Regions from separate parts of the Mustela erminea genome. Here region 2 is linked to region 1. A link is a contact called in public Hi-C data. All regions are on one chromosome and are shown on one strand. Each heading gives the region's core, a stretch centred on a gene start, on an enhancer-like site or on the middle of the called end of the contact. The rest is flanking DNA. Distances are from core to core; before and after follow the strand shown.

Evidence for each region. A called contact is a pair of places that touch in the nucleus more often than the background predicts.
Region 2: a contact with region 1 is called in a Hi-C map of fibroblasts, with 8 times the contacts expected there. The contact joins two enhancer-like sites. A contact is called at or near these places in 3 of 3 Hi-C or Micro-C datasets (fibroblasts, skeletal muscle and spleen).

What each region holds. Positions count from the first base shown.
Region 1 is chr7:63,182,548-63,185,245 of mMusErm1.Pri, forward strand. All of the region lies in intron 5 of PRKCE (protein kinase C epsilon type), which reads right to left. Among named protein-coding and RNA genes, the nearest start is that of EPAS1, 290 kb to the left of the region's middle. Within about 2 kb of position 1,379, the one cell type or tissue checked has open chromatin away from gene starts, as enhancers often do. A contact at or near this core is called in fibroblasts, where this site is marked.
Region 2 is chr7:63,457,344-63,460,041 of mMusErm1.Pri, forward strand. All of the region lies in intron 4 of PRKCE (protein kinase C epsilon type), which reads right to left. Among named protein-coding and RNA genes, the nearest start is that of PRKCE, 31 kb to the right of the region's middle. Within about 2 kb of position 1,343, the one cell type or tissue checked has open chromatin away from gene starts, as enhancers often do. A contact at or near this core is called in fibroblasts, where this site is marked.

The sequences.
Region 1 (2,698 bases), core at 129-2,628:
GGAGTCGGGGCAGGGGAGAGAAGAGGTGGAAAGGGAGAGATACAGCTGGGACCGGGGGCTGGGGCCCTCTGAATGAGGTCCGTGGCGAGCAAAGTGGAGACCACCACAGAGAAGACAATAAGAAGGGTGAGTGGACTTGGGTGATATAAAACCTGAGTGCTTCTCCCAGATCCTATGGCCATTTGCTGAGCCTTGGTTTCTCCATCTCTAAAATAAGGATTAATAGTATCTGCCTTCCGGGTTAGTGTGACCTTTAGAATATAATCATTAAAAAGTATCAGGCACATAGTAGGCACTCAATAATTGTAGTGGTTATCAGAATGAGGATATATAGCTAATGAGTAATTTTCCTAAAATCAAACTACCCAAAATGTGGGGCCTATCATGGTTTAGTCCCCCCAGAACATCCCGGATTATGACGACCCTCTGGCAGAGAGACACAGGTGGTCCTAAGGGTGACCTTGGTGGGAGGCCAAGGGATACAGCTTTGGCTGGGCTACCAACAACATCTGCTATGAATCCTCCTAAACAGGTTTTTTATTTAATTATAAAACCACACACAAAGGGAAAAATTTTGAAGGAGGTTAAAGAAATACATACAAATGAAGGCAGAATCTATTCTTTCCAAAGGATAACACCTTCCTCTCTCCCTGGGGACTGCATCTTCCTCCTCCCCCCACCAAAACACTGCGGGGACGACCCATAAAAGAAGGTCCAAACTCCCTGGGGAGTTCAAAGTACAAGCACTGGAAGCCTTGTGTCCAAACCAGACCTTGGTCTTGATGCTACAGATTCAACAGCACAGCTGCAGCAGGTGTTTGCAAACGCCTGTGATTGATTACAGCCTCAAAGTGTGAGGTGGAAAGGCAGAGCTCTAGCTCTTGTCCCCGCCCCTTTGAATAAAAACACGCAACTGTAAGAGGCTGTGGGTTGGAGGAAGTCTCCCAGAACCGAGAGGGAGCATACCTTACTTACACCTACTGGAAATCCAGCCCCCCCACCCCACCCCAAGTCACTCTTTCACAACTCAAGCTGAAAAAAGCCCTAGGATGCTTACTTGTTAAGAACGAGTGTAAAACAGACATAAAAATTTTAAGAAGGAAATAGCAACAAAGATTATGTAAAATGTCTGCTTTAAGGAGGGTGCCGGCTTGTAGGTGCCGGCTGCCTTCTCCCGCCCACGTGTAAGGAAAACCTGGCTGCATCTTCTAAACCGCCTCCCGCCTCCACCATGGCCGCACGGGGGCACTCGAGTCTACGTCTTGGACTTGTGGCCTCCCACTGGCTAGAGCCCTGTAAAGTAAGAAAGGAATGAGGTTGGAGGAGGAGGAGGAGGAGCGGAGAACTGCTGAGAGTGATTCCTTGCTTGGCCCACTGCCATCAGGCCAGTGACTCAGGGTGATCTGCCTTGGGGGTGTTTCAAAACCGTGTGGGTGCCGGCCCAAAAGGTCTCCCCTCACTTTCTGAGCACCTTCGCCAGCAGTGGTTACCCTATGATGCCAGGGAAGGGACTGGTGGCCAGGAGGAGAGCTGGATTAAAAAGCAGAGTTCACAAATGAAAACCACCTAATCTGCTGCCTGGGAACAAATGAACCACCTCCCCACCCCCCACAAGTGCCTTGGAGGACAGACAGCAGGCTGGGGGTGGGGGTGCGAAGACATCGCCTGTTCCTCAGTGTTGTCACCATGGTGAACTTGGCACGAAAGGCATGCTCACTGTCAGGGCCTGCCAGCTCTGCTCGAAGGGTAGATATTCCGGCCTGAGATGCTGGGCAGCAGGCTGGCTCCCAAACAGGGCAGTGCTGAGCTTGTGGAACACAGGCTCTCCCACACCCACAGGCTGGAGCTTCTTCGCTCCCACATACATATATGCCCACACAGAAGGGTCAGTCCAGTGACCCCAGCTCCTAGCATCAGCAGGCACGGTAAGGTACAGGCAAACCTGCGCTCCAGGATCTATCTAGGCCATGGGTGGGCCTGCCTCCAAGGTCACTGTGAGTCCCAGGGGCACAGATCCAACAGATAAATTAGAAAACGGGATTTAAATTACCCACTCCTATTTCAGAAAAATTTAGCTAACTCACGGAATTCCTATCACAGAAGTTGTGGTTCTCTACGAAGATTTGGCGGGGGAGGGGAGTTTTTTATTTTGTTTTTAAAACATGGGTTAGAATGCAAATTTTGAAATATAAAGTGTTGTCTTTTTTGTTGTGTTTAAGGCAACACAGTACCTGGAGAAGTTCGTAGCTTGAGGTCAGCCAGGAAAGAGGAAGGATTTATTCCTCTCTTCCTCTTATCTATATGGACAGAACAATGTTTGGTTTAAAAGAGTCCATTAAAGCAGAGAATCATGGAAAACTAAGATATTATAGCTTAAATATTTTTACTGACAGCACACATTCAAACTTTAAACATTTATCTGAAAATATGTCCACCCACTGGCCTACAGTAAGATAAAGCCAAGGACTTTTCTTTAAAGTATGTCCCTGTTCTGTGTTTGGCACAGTCTCTCGTAGATAATGGGTCATCTGCCATTTCTTTCTTTCTTTTTTTTTTTTTTATGGAAAATATGTAGGTTTTATTTTGGAAAGTGGGAAACTCAAGTAGTTCTCATGTGTTTTCTTGTATGTCGGCACATAAAGGAATAAGGAAAATTATTGATGAGAGCCAGCTTTTCCTGGGTTAGTGACAAACCAGT
Region 2 (2,698 bases), core at 93-2,592, 270 kb after region 1:
GAGAGCTAGAGAAGTTCACTGACTTGCTACACAAGAGAATTTTTAACAATAACCAAAGAAAGCACTAGCTAGAGGTCTACAATCAACTCTTAATGCTTCCTAGTTGCAGTTTACTGATTTTCCTGCATTATTACACTAGAACCATTGCAACGCCATTTAATGATAAGAACTCCAATTACCCTTTATATGTTGGAAACAAAATTTCTGTAAATCAAGTCAGGTTTGTTTTAATGTACTGGTTCCAAAGTTAACTGGCCTCAGTGCAATTGGATATTACAGACTTGTAATAATTCTTGGGGGACGATGATATTCACAGAGTTCTTCCTTAGGTTTTGGGGATATGTGTAAACAAGGTCCTTAAAACAAAAAAAAACTTTATTGTTCCTTAACTTCTCTATTTCTGCGTCTTGTCTGGTAACACCAATTAGATGTATCTTTGGCGAATGGTTTTATAACTGTACCAAATGTAACAGCTGTTTCTGTGGGCTCCTGTGGTTAATTGATGAATTAGCAGGACTGATCTTACTGTTCAGTGAAACCATTTTTAAAAAATTTTTAATTTTAAATAGCCTCCCTGTCAAACGTGGGGCTTAAACTCATGACTCTGAGATCAAGAGTCACATGCTCGACCAACTGAACCAGCCAGACGTGGCCCCCCTCAAAACATACACATGGTTTTTTGGTTTTGTTTGGTTTTGGGTTTTGTTTTTTTTTTAATCTGAGTGTTCAGATTACGTTATATATTTCTAACCCATTCTGGATATTTGGCCAATCCATTTCTATTTCTAATTTCCTTTCAAGATTAAGGAGCTAGATCTCCAGGGCAGGGAATATTGCCTTTTCATCACCGATAACAATCATTTAGGCATAACAGATGTCCAACCAGAACTAGTTTAATTCACAGGTTCTCTTGCAACCAAGATGTAATTCAGGGTAGCAAATCCTTCTCTCTTTTAAGGCCCAACCCCTCCCTGTCCCAGTCCTTATGTCCCTGGCTGAACCTCTGGATCCCCCTCCCTGAACTCTCCCACCACTTCCCCTCACTTCTCATAGCCCTGACCTCTGCCCAACTACAGTTTTTTTAAATTTGGGACTTCTCTTAATTCTGCCACTTCCCTGAAAGGTCTTTAAGTTTGGAGAGACAGTATGACTCATCTCCATACTTACTCTCCAGGATCCTGGACACAGTAGGTACAACCCTGTGCTCTATAAATACTTGTCACAAGAATGACACTTCGAAATAAGAAGAGTGTCACAAATCTTGTTAGCTCCTCTCTTGCTTGCACAGTTGAGCGCCCTGGCGATGGCTGGCTCGCTTAACGGGATGAAGTAATAAAGTGATTTAGTCACTGGGCTAATGGACAGCGCTGTGGTCAGCGCTGCACCCCCAGGCCTAGGGCCACCGCGGCCGGCTCTGTGAGCCAACGGCGCCCTCTGGCGGACACTAAGGCGCCCAGCCGGCCTCCAAAAACTGGGAGTACTGGGATTACTTGGAGAGCTATGGAGATAGGTCCAGGCGCAGACCACGTGGCATGGGACCACTGGCTTTATCCACATGCCCATCATGAACAGGGGACAAACGCAGTCACCGAGCATCTGCCTTATGAGAAAACGATGCTGAATCTCTTAAAAAAAAAAAAAATTCTAACAACTAAGTTTCTCAAAATGAATTCTATTCCTATCACTGCATCAGAACAATAGGCCCTCTATTTTCCAGTAAATCCATGCTGGGTCCAGGAAGAACAATGAAAGAGAAGCCGTCCAGGATTTAGAGAAACTAGAACTTGAAGGAATGTTATTTCCAGAAAGGCCCCAGGGACCCACTCCTGTTTTTTCGAGGTGTTAGACTGCAGGTCTGCCCCTGAAGCTGAGGTGAGAGCTGTGAGAGATAGCTGAGGAACCCTGCTGTCACCCCTAGAATGGATAGTATTGGGAGTGGAAGGGAACTGGGGCCATCCAGAGGCTGCTCCTCTTTCCAGCAGATCACTCGGTTTCCTTTTCTGACAAAACACCAAAGCCATCAGCCCAGGGCTCACTTGACTTTCTACCACCTAACCCCACAACCACGTAGGAAAGAAGAAAGGATGAGTGCCCTTCCTCCATCCCACTAGTTATCATGGAAGTGGGTCCCCTCAGCCCAGGCCCCCACCTGTGTCCTGGACCCATTACCCAGCCCTGCTTCTCAGGAACTCTGGTGCTGGCCACCTCTCATCCTCTTCCTCAACCTCCCCCTGTCTGCCATTCTTTCCCATCAGTCAGACTCACCCATCCTAAAAAACATCTCACACCCTGCCTCACCTCTCTCTGGCCACCTCTCAAACCTCTTCTCCTCCCTAAACTCCTTAAGAGTTAGGTATGCTCCCTATCTCCTTTTCTTACACTCTATCCCATCTAAGCCCAGGTGCTGGAGCTCACTGCTCATTGAGGGGACCCATCATTTCTACCTTGCTAAGCCCGTGAGTGGAGTCCCCAGTGTACTTAACCACACCAGCTGATGCTGTTTCCTCTCCCTTCTTGAAATGCTCTCTCCCCTTGGTTTCCATGACATCCAAGCTCTCCAAAATTTTCTTCCTGTTCCTTAACTTCTCCTTTCCAGTTTCTCTCCTTTCCTTGGTCCTTGCCCATCTCTTAAATGCACCATTATTTTATGGTTTACACTGCAGAATGCTAAGACATTTAATGCAAAAGTTGTCTCAAT